Regions from separate parts of the Drosophila melanogaster genome. Here region 1 is linked to region 2. A link is a contact called in public Hi-C data. All regions are on one chromosome and are shown on one strand. Each heading gives the region's core, a stretch centred on a gene start, on an enhancer-like site or on the middle of the called end of the contact. The rest is flanking DNA. Distances are from core to core; before and after follow the strand shown.

Region 1 (6,872 bases), core at 1,264-3,763, 1.8 Mb after region 2:
CAGCAGCAACACCAACATCAGCAGCAGCAACAGCAACACCTTCAGCAGCAGCAACACCACCAGCTGCAGCAGCAACAGCAGCAGCAGCAGCATCAACAACTCGCCAGCAACATGAGCCTGCTGACCGTCAAAGGCGGCCGTTACCTTTGGACCGACCGGGAGCTGTTGATGCACCTCCAGAACTACACTCCCCTGATCCTTCTCATCGATTTCGTGGAGAAGACCCGAACCAAGCGCTTCTATGAGAGCTCCGAGCGCTATGAGATACTCATGCTGGTCTTCATCATGCGCAAGGGAGCGCCGTTTTGTGAGAACAAGCGCTTTCCAGCGGAGTACTGGGTTAATCTATCGGTGGGACCAATTGCCGAGGCGTTTGACCGTCTGCAGGCGGCCATCGATATACCGGATCCCCAGCTGCCGATCCACATGAGCGTTACAGATTTGACCAGCTGGAAGCAAATGTTCGACCTGGCCATGCTGGATATACGGCGTTTTGCGTACTACACCGATCCCTTGCAGCTGGCCGATGCGGGCGTCTTTAACCGGATCACCTTTGAGCAGCGATTCGGAATGCAGTGGCAGGAGTAATGGGAATTGATGCACGTTACTGGATATATATTCACGGGAAACAGCATGTAAGCACACCATCAGCACCAACACACTTTCCCAAATTGGGATGGATCGTGGGGAAGGCTACTGCATAAATCCGAACGAAAGCATTTAGTTAAGTATTAATAGGACGCACTAGAGCGCAACCGATCCATCCAATCCCACATAGACAGAGTTATTTGTTGCGTTAATGTCCCTGCATAGCGAAATCTACTGTGCCTTCTCCAAAAACTCCAGATCCTTCTGCATTCCTTTCCCTCCAATCCGTCAACTTCATCTCTCCTCCGACTCCTCAAATGTATCTGTAATACAAGCGACGTGTAGGACCCAAAATGCTTTAATGGAAATAAACGTTAGTTACTGTTCAAACGCCTGCCTATTTATCTTTGTAAAATAGCGATAAATCATTCACAACACGCATTACTCACTATAAAAATAGCACTATGTACACTATGAAACTACACCTATGTTCCTAATGCGAATTCAACGAGATCCTCGACAGTCCCATTCTTAGGGATCGGATCATCCAGCCTCATGGCTGCCGCTTAGGAGCGCGATCCCGGTCAAAGATGCCCAGCAGTTTCCCACGAGTCATCTCCATTGCCTCACGCAGTCCCAGCTGGTAAATTTCATCATGCATTGACTTTATTTTATCGATCAGATCCTCGGGAGGGAGCTGGGCTAGTTCTGGAATAGAAAAGTAGGTAATGGATATGCTATTCTTTAATATACTATTCTTAAATCTCATTGACTTTGCAGCTACTTACCATTAATCTTAACCATATCATCATCGGTCAGATTGCTGGTGTAGTTGGTGCTGCGCGTGTACATCGGCGTGTCGCTCATGGAGAGGAACTCGTCCATTCCGGGAACTGGAGCAATCGAAAATAAAGATATGCGTTAAAAATGGCGCCAATTTCTTCGTGCTCACGTTTTCTACACTTACAACGCTCTGGCCATTGGACAGGTGAGGGTCGCAGAGTTTCCATGGAGATGAGCTCGTCTTCCGGCGTTATGGGCCGCTCCTTGACCTCCGGGACATCCTTTTCGGCCAATAACGTACTACTGCTGGACGCTGAAGCCTTCTCCACTTCCTCGTCCGCCGCTTTTAGAATGGTTTCTGCAAGAAAACCTCGTTTTATGGCGCCTTTCATGTGATTTAAATATTTACTCACCTGTAGAAAGCAAATCCGTAGTTGTCTCTGCGTTGCTCATCGCGGATAATGTTGAAAAACTCCAAAAACTATTGAAAATAAACACGGAAAGATGCCAAAAAATCCGTGGGCTAATCACTTGCCACCTCGTTAAACAAAAACTATAGCGTTGCCACTTTCAACAATCACTATCGAATACTATCGATTTACCGCCAAGCCAGTGCTAGAAAGCACCAGGAAGTATAAAACAACTGATATTTTTGGTAAACAAAGAACTGTTGTTATTGCTTTTCCTGGTTTTATTAATAGAAGTTAAAAATAAATGGCACAACAATTAGGAAATGAGCGTGCCTCGACTTATACTAAATTCAGAGTGGAGAGCAGGCGTCGTAGCAGAGAAACGCGAACCTCTCCGCGACCTCTATCGTGCTCTCTTTTCCACTCACGGTCGTTTAACGGCGCATAGAGACAACTCTGCGCTAGGTCGCCTGCTCTCGTTCGCTCTGGCGCGCAAACGGCACTTGGCACACTTCGCACAGTGGCGCCAAAAAATATGTGCCCGTAAAAAGCACATGTGCTGCGCAGTAGTTGTCCAGAACAACACAACACGGATGTCTAACCAGTTATTGAAATAAACTTATTCAAGAACATCTTAATAATAATATAAAATCTTAAGGAATAACAATATCTTATCAAGTTTTTATCAATTGGCGCCGCCGCCTGGTAGCACTGTTCGCATACGCAGACTTTTGGCCACCACTGTTTTCCCATGCGCCCTCGCACTTTCTTTCGGTTTTTCATTCGCTGCTCCGCTCTCACTCAGTCAACAAGCACTCATACACACGCGCTCACCTGTTCCGCCGCCCCGCTACCCCGTCTCTCGACATTACTGCGACCGCTCCCGTTCCGTTTCATTATTTTTTTTGTCGCTGTCATTCAGTTGCCGTTTTAACTTCGCCGCGCGAGAAGCGGAAACTTTTGCCAGTCCGCTCGAGGAAAATAGAAAAATACTGCAGTGCTGCTGCAGTCGTGCAGCTCGTACATTTCGTTTCGTTTCGTTTGGCGCCAATTTCAAAGCGCAAATCCGCTGGCGGATTGAATTGCACCAAAGTTGTTCTTGGATCTCTACGTTTGCATCCATCCATCTAACCAAGCAACCGGCTACCACCCCTCCACTCCTGACAGTGACCCCTCGCTGACCCTCCATCCCCCCCTCCGCTCGACGACTCTCATGGCAGCTAGCAAATTCCATTGCGGCAAGCAATTGACAGCCACACATTCACATTTCGATGCGACATGTGCGAAAATCAGGGCCTTTTACTTTGACCTGGACAACACGTTGATTCCCACCAGAGCCGGCGATTCCAAGGCGATCAGAAAGGTGAGCTTTGTTAACCAAGCCAAGGCAGACAGCCTCACTGCCCCCTCTGCCAATCACCAATCCGTTGGCGTTTCTTCCGTTTCTTTTCCATGTAGTGTTTGTGGGGGGGCGGGGCGGGGGAGGTGAAAGTGCGCAGCAGGCGGGCGACCCAGCTAGAAAATTTTCCACTGCAGCCCGCCCGTTGTTACGTAGTCGAAAAAACCCGGACGCTCGGCAGATAGCACGCGCCCGAAATTTCGATTGTTTATTTGCGTTCCGATTGATTTCCTTTCCCTTCCCTTCACATCCCCCAGCCACAAAAAAAAAAAAAACAAAAAAGAAAAACTCAGAGTGCACTCGACAAGGTCTTAACTTAAATATAACCACGGGTACATGCACTTTAGAAGGCTAAAACCCACTAAATAATCGGCATTACGTTGGAAATTCGGAATCTTCGGTTTTCGAAATGTTAAAAGGCACTTTACAGGATCTTATCGTGGTGCGCATTATCGATTGCAAACGATTGCAAAAAGGTCGGAAATCGAGGAACTTGCACTTAACAAAAGTTGAACGAAACGTCATACCAACAAACTTTGGAAACCCGCGTCAATGGTTTCTTTTGAAATATAACCTTCTTATAAAGTGAATGGCACACAAAGAAGCTAAAGGTTAATTGATGATAATAGGTAGCACTTCGCAATATGTACTTGTTTGAACGTTCAGAGGCCATTGACTTTATTTATTACAATAAATGAGTCTATTTGCGATCTTAAAAGGTTAAAGTTTTTAGAATTTTCCCTTCAAGAGAGAAAGGTATAAATAGGTATTCTTGAAAATGTGTTCAATGTCACGTACATTTACTCACTCTTGCATTCCAGATTATATCGTTATCTTTTAAGCTGCGCCAATTTAGATAGTTAACTTCATTATCACGTTCATGTTTCAATACGCTCAATGTTTGAAGACCCCAAATAAGACGGTTTCTTTATTCAGTTGCTTTCAATTCTTAGCGAGCGAAGCCACGCCCATTTATATTTCGGAACTCATGACAGTTTTTGTGACTAATCGCAATGATTTCAACTTAAATTCCTAGCATTCAAAATGACTTTTGTGAGCTTAGCTTCCTGATTTGAGTACGATTCAATAGATGCGGATGGTTGGGCCGGAAAATAGATAGCGAGTGGAAATTTCCAAGCTATCATTGCGATCATAAAATATAGTATATTCTCATATATTACTCATGCTGCAAGTGTACCGGCGGCAATTGCAGTTTGATGTTCAATCCCCTGATAGTACGGCGATGCTATAACAATTTTGGAATTAATCAATTGGCTTCGGATTCGATCGAATGATTGGATTGGTCAATCTGACGCTTAATTGAGAACTTTATGGACGTAATAGTTTTGATTTACGTTCTACCGCGTTTCGCAAAAGATTATGCACGTATTGAGGCTTCTAATCGCTTTTATTAATATTAACTCTACTTTCAGGTTGTTCACTTCTTATTGCGTGAAAGTTCTTAACTTATCTCGTCTTTAATTCGTCATAGCGTATTTATAGTTTTATCGCGGTTGAGGTTTTTACGGCACTATCACATCTACGCAATTTTGTATATTTTTGAATTTATGTAACGCAATAATAATGCGAATTGCCAACCCTTTTCCAATTTCGTTCTTAGCTCGCTGATTTTCTGGAGACCCAATACCAGTTCAGCAAAGATGACGCAACACAGGCCACCCAAAACTTTCTAAAGGCCTTCCGCCGCTGTCCCGATAACTCGCAAACATCGCTGGACTCGTGGCGCACTCACCTGTGGCGCGAATCCCTTCCAGCGCGCCACAAGCACCTGGCGGAACAGATCTATCCCAAGTGGCTGAAGTTGCGGTATCGCTACCTAGCCGTTCCGGCGGACTATGTCCAGCTGCTGCTGCGGATGCGCCAGGCAGGCTATGCCCTGGCCCTCATCACCAACGGACCGTCGAACGCTCAGTGGGAGAAGGTGGCTGAGCTGAATGTGCGCGGCTACTTTGACTGCGTGCTGGTCTCATCGGATCTGCCATGGGAGAAACCGCATCCGGAGATCTTCTATGCCGCCTGCAACTTTCTCAATGTCAAGCCGCAGGAGTGCGTCATGATCGGCGACAAACTGGAGACCGACATCAAGGTGAGTTGTGGCTACTCATAAATGTGCTCACTAGCAACTGATCTATTTCGCTTTTAGGGCGGTCACTTGGCCCAGCTGGGTCTCACATTCTGGACGCCACTAAGCAATAGCAGCGCGGCGGCACAATCGCTAGAGGATGTGGAGTACAAGCCGCACGTCAAGCTGGGCAGCCTGCTGGAGATGTACAAGTACTTTCCGCGCCTCAACTCAGTCGCTCTGCCCGAGATGCCGTCGGTTTCCAGAAGACGTGGCAGCCACATGAGTCCCATTAGCCAGGGCTCCGGCAGCGGAAGCAGCTCCAGCGCCATTTGTGTGCCGGGTGCTGGCCATGGATACCATCACCACCACCACCAGCAGCACCAGGAGCAGCAGCAGCAGCATCATCATCATCATCATCAGAGGCAGTGGCTTTATCGACGAGGCGTTTCACTGCCCGCCATGGATTGCTCCAATAGCGAGGCGGAGAACAGCTGCGACAGTTTTCTGTAGGCAGTGCGGAGGATGTGTTGAGTATCGAATGAATCGATACGAATGACGAGAGATTGTTGAAAAATGTACCTTCAGTTTACAAAACTATAGCTAAAGAGGATTGAGGATTGATGATCGTAGAACGGGAGTAATATTCACGGATGGATCACGAAGAAGGACAGCCAGGAGAATTGGAAACGAGTGCAGGAATTTAAAGTTCAACTATTAGCGGGAGGAGCCCGGAAGCACGGTGAATCTCGCTATCTGCCATTAAACTAAAATTAAGGCTAGCAAACAGCATCGGAGCACACAAACTACTACGGCCAACAAGTACATGGAACAAAAGAAAACAAATATGAAATCAGAGGACAGGAAGCAAAGCAAAGCAAAGCAACCAAATGTATTTTTCTAAGCGAATTTTCTGTCACATATTTTGTAAATTGATATAACACGCAACTGAAAGTACGTCAAGGTAAACGTAAAACGCGAACAATAAAACAATGAAAAAAGAAGCCCGTAAAAACGATACAGTAAAGCAGATCGAAACCACAACACGAACCTCTTACAGAACCTCTGATAAAAAAAAAAAAAAACAACACCACACACAAGAAATACAAAAGAAACGACACGAATAACCGAATCACAAGTACAAGTACGTGAATGTTAACTATTGTCTTAGTCGTAGCCTTTAGTCCGGGTATTGTAATCGCGGCCTCTCGCAGCTGTTGGCCCATCACACTGTTGGCAAATTGTTATTTGCAACCTGCACGAAAAACAACCTCCTCCTACCCATTTCCCCACCCGACCCCACGCCACGCCCCATTCCCGCCCACAAGCACCCTATGCGAAAAGCATCGTTGATGATTATTGATGGCTCACATGCCGGAGCACTGTTGTTGATCATGGAAATGGAAAATAAATGACACTACAAAACCGAAATCCAGCTGACTTTTTGTTTCCATACCAGATGGTGGTGGTGGTAGTGGGTCAAGCTCAGAGTTTTTCCAGAAGATGCAACCACCACTTGTTGTTTTCTCCCTCTAAACCGTGCTTTTATCCCACTTGGCGTTGAAATGAAAGCAATTTTGTTTTATGTTTTAATCATAGTAAAATAAGC
Region 2 (7,008 bases), core at 2,075-4,574:
CTGTTCTTGACCATCGCAATAGCCGTTAACTGCTGTCTCATGGAGCCGCTGGAGGAATTCCTTGCTTGTGGACCCCGCTGGCTGACCATCCAGTATTTTGAGGCATTCAATGAGGCTCTGTCGGTCATTAATTCAGATTGCGTGGAAACACTACCGCTGCTCTCTGCCGCCCTCAGAGCAGCCGGTCGCGCAATTGTCAACTGCAATTTGCCCGCAGAAAATAAGCAACTGCTGCGCCAGATAGCCTGCATGGAACATCGTCATATCTTGGACTCTAAACAGCGCCTCCATACGCTGCCGCGTCCATCCACTCGAAAGATTTACCTGGCCAAGGCTATGGATCACCTTATAGAAGTCCTTTTGTATACCCTCAATGATCCATTAAAGCGGGAGAAACCAAATTGCTTCGCCGTCTACAGCCAAATAACCGAGGACATCAGTGACAGCAACTCAAGCGATCCCATGCCTGATCTGCGGCATTTCGCCCAAATACTGCTAGACGTTCTGCGGCGTATCTTTCAGCTCGTTAGCGTAGACACGTATATGTATTGGCATGAAATGAAATCGAAAAGTGCTTTGTATAACTGCCAGGAGCTAATCTGTAGACAGACGGCAGAATTGCTTAAAGTACTCCAATCAGATAATATGCTCGGAGAGCATCCGGTTTGCAAGCAGATGCAGAGCTTTGCGGATGCAGCAAAAACATTGGAGCAGCGCGTTGCCGAGATGAGAATGGGTGAACTCTTAGTCTTTCTCGATTCCGGTATGGCCACCGATGAGGAGTTGCTCGCCGGGCTGGACAATCTCTTTAGCCGCTTCATAGCCTTTGGTAACGATGAGTGCGTGGAAACGATGGCAAATCATTTAATTATGCTCACCAAGAAACATGCCCAGATAATACTCAGTTTCCTGGGTCAGGTGGTGGAGTCCGAAATGGTGGTCGAGGACGAGGGCATATCCGTTACGGAAGTAAATCAGGGGGATGACGAGGACGAGACCTCGTCCAACGATGATTACGAAGAGCTGCTAAGCCTAGTACTGCGTCCCTTATTTATGCAATTAAATGTCGAGGACAAGATGGAAGTACTGCTATTGCGCGATGAGCAAAACGTTACCCAAGGATTTAATTTCAAGGCTCCCGATCATCGGGAGCGTCGCATACGCTTCTTTAATCAATTGGATTATAATAAGCGCTTCCCGATAACCAAATTTCTAGTACTGTGCTTTGAGAACGCAAGACAGACCTGGATTGATTTCTCCCACTTGGGCGTGACGCATACTCGCTTCTCGAAGCTATTCTGGCACATAGCTCAGTCTTGTCCCAAGCATGCTGCTTTTCATATTTCCGCCTGTGCCGATAACATCTTGGTGAACGAGCAACTACTTCAAAAGCCGTATGCCTTGCAGTTTACACTCTACCTATATGGCCACCGACAGATCCTCAACGGTCTCTACACGTCAGCGCGACAACTGTGCGTTAGTTTGAAAGACGGACGGTGTCCCTACGGAGAGGATGAGCTTAGGCAGGCGCAAAATAGGTTCCTAGACGCGTGTGCCTACGGTTTGGCCAAGTTTATAGAGCCCATGAACTTGCCCAGCTTGCAGTTAATCTTGAAACTGCTCAAGCAGATTAGTCTGGGTGAAAGCAATCTAATCACCCGAGGCACTGCAGAGTTAAATGCACTCGAAAAGGAGCACCCGAAATTGGAGAACGGAGACGATGCACCAGCTGTCAAGGTGGCCAAGCACTACACATATCTGAATGCCAGCTTGCCAGAGTGGCGTTTGAAACACTGGAAGCTGATCTCGCATGTCATGAAAACCATTGATGCCCTACGCTGGGACTTGGCCACCTTTGAAGATTTCCGGGTGGATAATTTAGAACTGGCGGTGTGGTATTGGCAGGACGGTCTGTCTCATCTGACATTCCTAGGCACTGGTGCGCTCTTATAAATGTAAGTCCAAGACGAAAGCCTACTAATTATTGCTCTTTCACAGAATGCCGCCAGAGGATCTTGAACCAAGTGAACAGTTTAAAGCACAAGGGCTTTTGGCTCATCTACCTTAAAGAAGACACCTTAAAGGACACACGCTCCTTTCTCAAATTGCTAACTCAGTCCAGTGCACAGGAGGCTAACGATCTCTTCAAAAAGCTCCTTAAAAAAAGGGCCGATTGTGCTGTTATGGGCGATCTTAGCGATGCAGTGGTCAAGGTGAACAGCGAGTCCGCTTTCATGGCCTTTAGATTCCTATTTCGAGAATATTTGATCGCCTTCCGGAGCCACGCCAAACACAATAAGACCATCACGAAGCGCCAGCATTGGGATCATTTGATGGCCGTTGTGGCCAAGGCTCCATTCTCCATTCGCAACGAGATTATGAAGCTAGCTAGTAAAGCCTTCGCTGTGCGATTCGGCATAAATATCCAGGAACAGCAGGCGGCCAAGTGTTAAGGAGATGCTGTTAGAAGTGTAATTTTCTTAAGCCAAATCGAAACTCCGCCGCTTGTCCAACACTTTAATTCTTAGGCAGTCAGATCTCTATATGACTAAAAACATATATAATATTCATAACGCTAGGATTGAACATCAGAATAATTTGATATCAGATTATTTTACAACTTTGTATGTCCTTTAAAAGGACGACTGTATGCACATAACAAATGTACCACTACCATGCAAATTTTTTGTCTTACTAAAAATACTTTGGCAAGCAAGTGAAGTTATTCAGCTGAAAATTAATAAAATTTTGCATGTTCTTTTTTTTCGTATTATTATGTATTATATATATAATATACAAAACGCTATGATTGAACATCAGAATAATTTGATATCAGGTTATTTTACAACTTTGTGTGTCCTTAAGGCCGACTATATTTACATAAAATATGTAATACTACCATCAAATACAAATTTGTGTTCTATTAAATAAATGCTTTGGCAAGCTTAAAATTATTGTAATTTTGCATGTTCTTATTTTTATTCGTATTTTTATGTATTACTTCGACTGCTTTGCTTCCTGTTGCAAAATTGTAACTTAAAACTAGGAAAATTTATTTTAATACATTTTTAAATTTCATGTACTCGTTATGTTATAAATTTAACTAATTTATATTCTGTCAAAAGCTGAATGGCATTATTCAGGGAAAGGAAAATTTTGGTGCAAATTGTTATTAATAACATTTTCAAATTACCTAAATAAAAAAAAATAGAAAAAATATCTTGTCTTAAAAAACACTATATATATTTTACAAGGTAATTTAACGACCAATGCTTGACAAGTATCGAAAAGTCGCTAAACTAAAAATATCGATACCCGATGCATCGATATTTTTTTCACATCACTAGCTGACAGAATATATGGCTTTTTTACATTTTGCGTTTTCAACTGAAGTTTGCGAAGAAACCGAAGCGTGGTAAACCACTGAAATCGAAAATATCGACAGAAAAGCGACCTAAAGTCGGTGAAGAAGTCGCACGTTGATCGTTGTGTTTTTTTCCCGAAATTTTCTGCAAAAAGCCCGTGCGTGCGTGAGTTTCTCTGGCTCTTGCTTTTTTTTTGTCCATGCGTGTGTGTGTGGTCGCATAAATTTACCGATATTTCGCCTGTGAGAGCGAAACGAACGAAAAACGAAAGAAAAAAAGAGAGACGAGTAAAGTAAAACGAAACAGGCATAAAAACAGCAGCAGTTTTCTTGATATATTTGGCTAAAAAACGCAAACGTAAGCGAAAAATTTGAAATCCCTCTTTTAATTTAGTTGTGTGCCTGTGTCTCGTATCTATGCGTGCGTCTGCATTTTAATATAATTTTGTGTGCATTTTCTTAACAGCAAACAGCCAGCAAGAACAACAAATAGCTGGGCAAAAACAGGACGCACAAAAAATAAAATTAAAACGATAAGAGGCGAAAAGCGGAGAGAGTGAAATTCTCGGCAGCAACAACGACAAGAACAACACCAGGAGCAGCAGCAACAACAACAACAAAAGCCAGCCGCCACAATGAGCAAATCACTCTTTGATCTTCCGTTGACCATTGAACCAGAACATGAGTTGCGTTTTGTGGGTAAGTTTATTTTACATTATTTTCGCGTTTTTGCGGAAAGGTCGCTGCATATCGACCAAAAAAGCCGATTCACCTCCCATTTCTTGCAAAGAGCAAACTGCAAGTTTCACTTTTTCTCTCTCTCACGCGCACATTTAATCTCCCTCCCTCTACGCTTTCTATTGCCATCTCGCTCGATTGGCTATCAATAATTTCCGTTGTTTTTGTTCTTCCTTTACATACGACACCTTTTATTGTTGTTCTTTTCGGGGTCTACGTGTATCATCGCTCTGCTTCTTTCCGTTTTTTTTCTTTTTTTTTTTTTTGCTTCAGCTCTTTAATGTATTTTATTTTTTGATGCCGGCAGCTGGCGTCGCTCTCTTTCTCACTTGCACTCGCCATCCCTCTCCCTCTTGCTCACTCGTTTCGCGTTTTTGGCTAGCATTATATTTTTATACGCAAAAACTTGTCATGGGCCATTTTAATTTTTTCTTGTCTTTTGGCTCCTTGAATTTTGGCCAAAAAGCAACAGCAGCAGTGACAAAAACAATGCAAAGAGCTCGCACAGTGGGTGCGACAAGTGGCACGGTTGTCATCGCATTGTTATTGAACTCCTGTTGCCAAGCTGCATTTTCCAGTGCATAAACATTTAATTTTTTTCGCGAAATTTTATCACAGTCTCAATTGCAGAACGAAATGTCTACTTAAATGACCAATCATTGTTGATTGCGATCTAGAATAATACACCAATAACCATTCACCATTTGTATTTTGTCTTATTGAAAAAAATTGAGTTAACTTTTCAAGTATTTTGCTATCGCTTCCATTGTGCGCAAATATTTTAATATCTGTGTATGTGTGAGTGAGCCTTAGCCCCATTCTTTTGCAACCCCCTCGCCCACGTTTCCCGTTAGATCGTGAATAGTGCGGTCGGCGAGGGGTGAAAAACACATGCATGACGCGACTTTGTCTAATGAAATTTCCTTGACACACACTTACACCAAAGAAAAACACGCACACGCCATGCTAACAAACAAAAAAAATTCCTTTCGTTAGTTTTTGCCCATTTCCTGGTTTGTTTTGATTTTCTCACCAATGCCTGTTAAAAATGTGACCAAAAAAACTATTTTAGAATGTAAGACCCCGCGATCGATTTCTAGTCGGCTTAAAAGTAATATTCGGAGTAATACTAGCGTTTACTAATCACATTAAATCTGAAATAATTTGAAGTAATTTTTGTAATTTCATAATAGTTTCAAAATAAGTTACACATTTTGGTAGTGAATCCAACTTCAATATGCAGGGTATTCCTCGATATTCAGTTTACTATTCGGTTTTTGTGCCCGTTCTCGATTTTGTTTTGATATTAATTCAATTAATTTGAACTTGCCTCGACCAATGACGCAACGAGCGTGACGCTACACAAAAATCAGGAAGAGTGGGGAAAATCGGGAAAGTAGAGAAATGTGGAAAGTGCGAGTGTTGGGCGCTTTTGGGTTGGGTGGGGCTATCGCCAAAATAGTGTGACTAATCGGGTGCATTCAATATGAAAGGGCGATAATGCCTGTTTTATTTAAAGATCATATCATGAGGAGAAAATCGGAAATCAGAAAATATTAACAATAGGGAAATATGTATGTACATATGCGTTATATGTGCCATGAAATTAATAAGATGTGTTCCTTAAGCTAACACTCATTTTGATATATTCTCGCCTTACAGGTCCCTTCACCCGACCCGTTGTCACAATCATGACTCTGCGCAACAACTCGGCTCTGCCTCTGGTCTTCAAGATCAAGACAACCGCCCCGAAACGCTACTGCGTACGTCCAAACATCGGCAAGATAATTCCCTTTCGATCAACCCAGGTGGAGAGTGAGTATTTCTCAAATGGTATATCGTTACTCTAATAATATCGTTACTTATCCTCGGCATGTACATAGTCTGCCTTCAGCCATTCGTCTACGATCAGCAGGAGAAGAACAAGCACAAGTTCATGGTGCAGAGCGTCCTGGCACCCATGGATGCTGATCTAAGCGATTTAAATAAATTGGTAAGGGGAAACGAATAGGACTCTTAATGATGGCATAGTGTGTATATTACTTTTCTAATCAACGTCCTATTCTACACCCGCAGTGGAAGGATCTGGAGCCCGAGCAGCTGATGGACGCCAAACTGAAGTGCGTTTTCGAGATGCCCACCGCTGAGGCAAATGCTGAGAACACCAGCGGTGGTGGTGCCGTTGGCGGCGGAACCGGAGCTGCCGGAGGCGGAAGCGCGGGTGCCAATACTAGCTCAGCCAGCGCTGAGGCGCTCGAGAGCAAGCCGAAGCTCTCCAGCGAGGATAAGGTATGTTAAGTCGAACAGGCAAAACCTTTCTAATGGCATAATAAATAACGCTAACATATTACCCAGTTTAAGCCATCCAATTTGCTCGAAACGTCTGAGAGTCTGGACTTGCTGTCCGGAGAGATCAAAGCGCTGCGTGAATGCAACATTGAATTGCGAAGAGAGAATCTTCACTTGAAGGTAAGCCAATTCCATTATGACTCTTCATTTTTTCTGTGTTTTGAGTAGTGCAATGTCGAAGTTACTGCTACCTAAGGGAGTTCCTCAGCAGTATTATCAAGATGTCTTCAATATTGAATATTCAGTTTTGTTCGCAATCGGTTAGAATGAGTCGATTCAGCCATAAGGAGAAGCAGGCCTCTGACTTTTTTCAAATTATAGGCTGTACGCGATGATCTCAAAATTGATATGAAAATTAATGACACTATTAGTGACAATTTCTTGCATTAGGTTGCTGTGGTGTACTAAAAATAATCAGCCTTTAAATATAAGTAAATCCAATTTGGTAATTCCAAGAATAATGCAAATAATGATCTGTTGTGCCTGGGAGTTTTCTGCGCGCTTGATATATAATTATTGTTATTATACAATAACTCGGTTCAGTTGGGGTGCTGATT

The links. Hi-C and Micro-C count contacts between places; a contact is called where the count stands out from the background.
Region 1: a contact with region 2 is called in a Hi-C map of the Kc167 cell line, with 3 times the contacts expected there. The contact joins the promoter of CG15771 here to the promoter of Vap33 in region 2. A contact is called at or near these places in 15 of 107 Hi-C or Micro-C datasets (the D17-c3 cell line, the Kc167 cell line, the ML-DmBG3-c2 cell line and 6 more).

The regions. Positions count from the first base shown.
Region 1 is chrX:5,753,061-5,759,932 of dm6, forward strand. CG15771 reads left to right here and starts at 2,514. Exons shown (of 3, transcript NM_001297980.1): 1 at 2,514-3,144; 2 at 4,802-5,287; 3 at 5,345-6,691. The coding sequence starts at 2,995. The coding sequence ends at 5,776. It overlaps lin-52 (lin-52,), which reads right to left and starts at 1,898. Exons shown (of 4, transcript NM_001297979.1): 1 at 1,785-1,898; 2 at 1,556-1,729; 3 at 1,377-1,481; 4 at 330-1,296. The coding sequence starts at 1,824. The coding sequence ends at 1,142. It overlaps CG15772, which reads left to right. Exons shown (of 2, transcript NM_001297978.1): 2 at 1-981. The coding sequence ends at 588. It overlaps MAPk-Ak2 (MAP kinase activated protein-kinase-2), which reads right to left. Exons shown (of 4, transcript NM_176688.3): 4 at 6,848-6,872. It also overlaps asRNA:CR45528.
Region 2 is chrX:3,945,651-3,952,658 of dm6, forward strand. Vap33 (VAMP-associated protein 33kDa) reads left to right here and starts at 3,325. Exons shown (of 7, transcript NM_206623.2): 1 at 3,325-3,722; 2 at 3,831-4,063; 3 at 5,765-5,917; 4 at 5,986-6,095; 5 at 6,179-6,391; 6 at 6,458-6,571. The coding sequence starts at 4,000. Gem4c (Gemin 4c) reads left to right here. Exons shown (of 3, transcript NM_166998.2): 2 at 1-1,939; 3 at 1,999-2,810. The coding sequence ends at 2,453.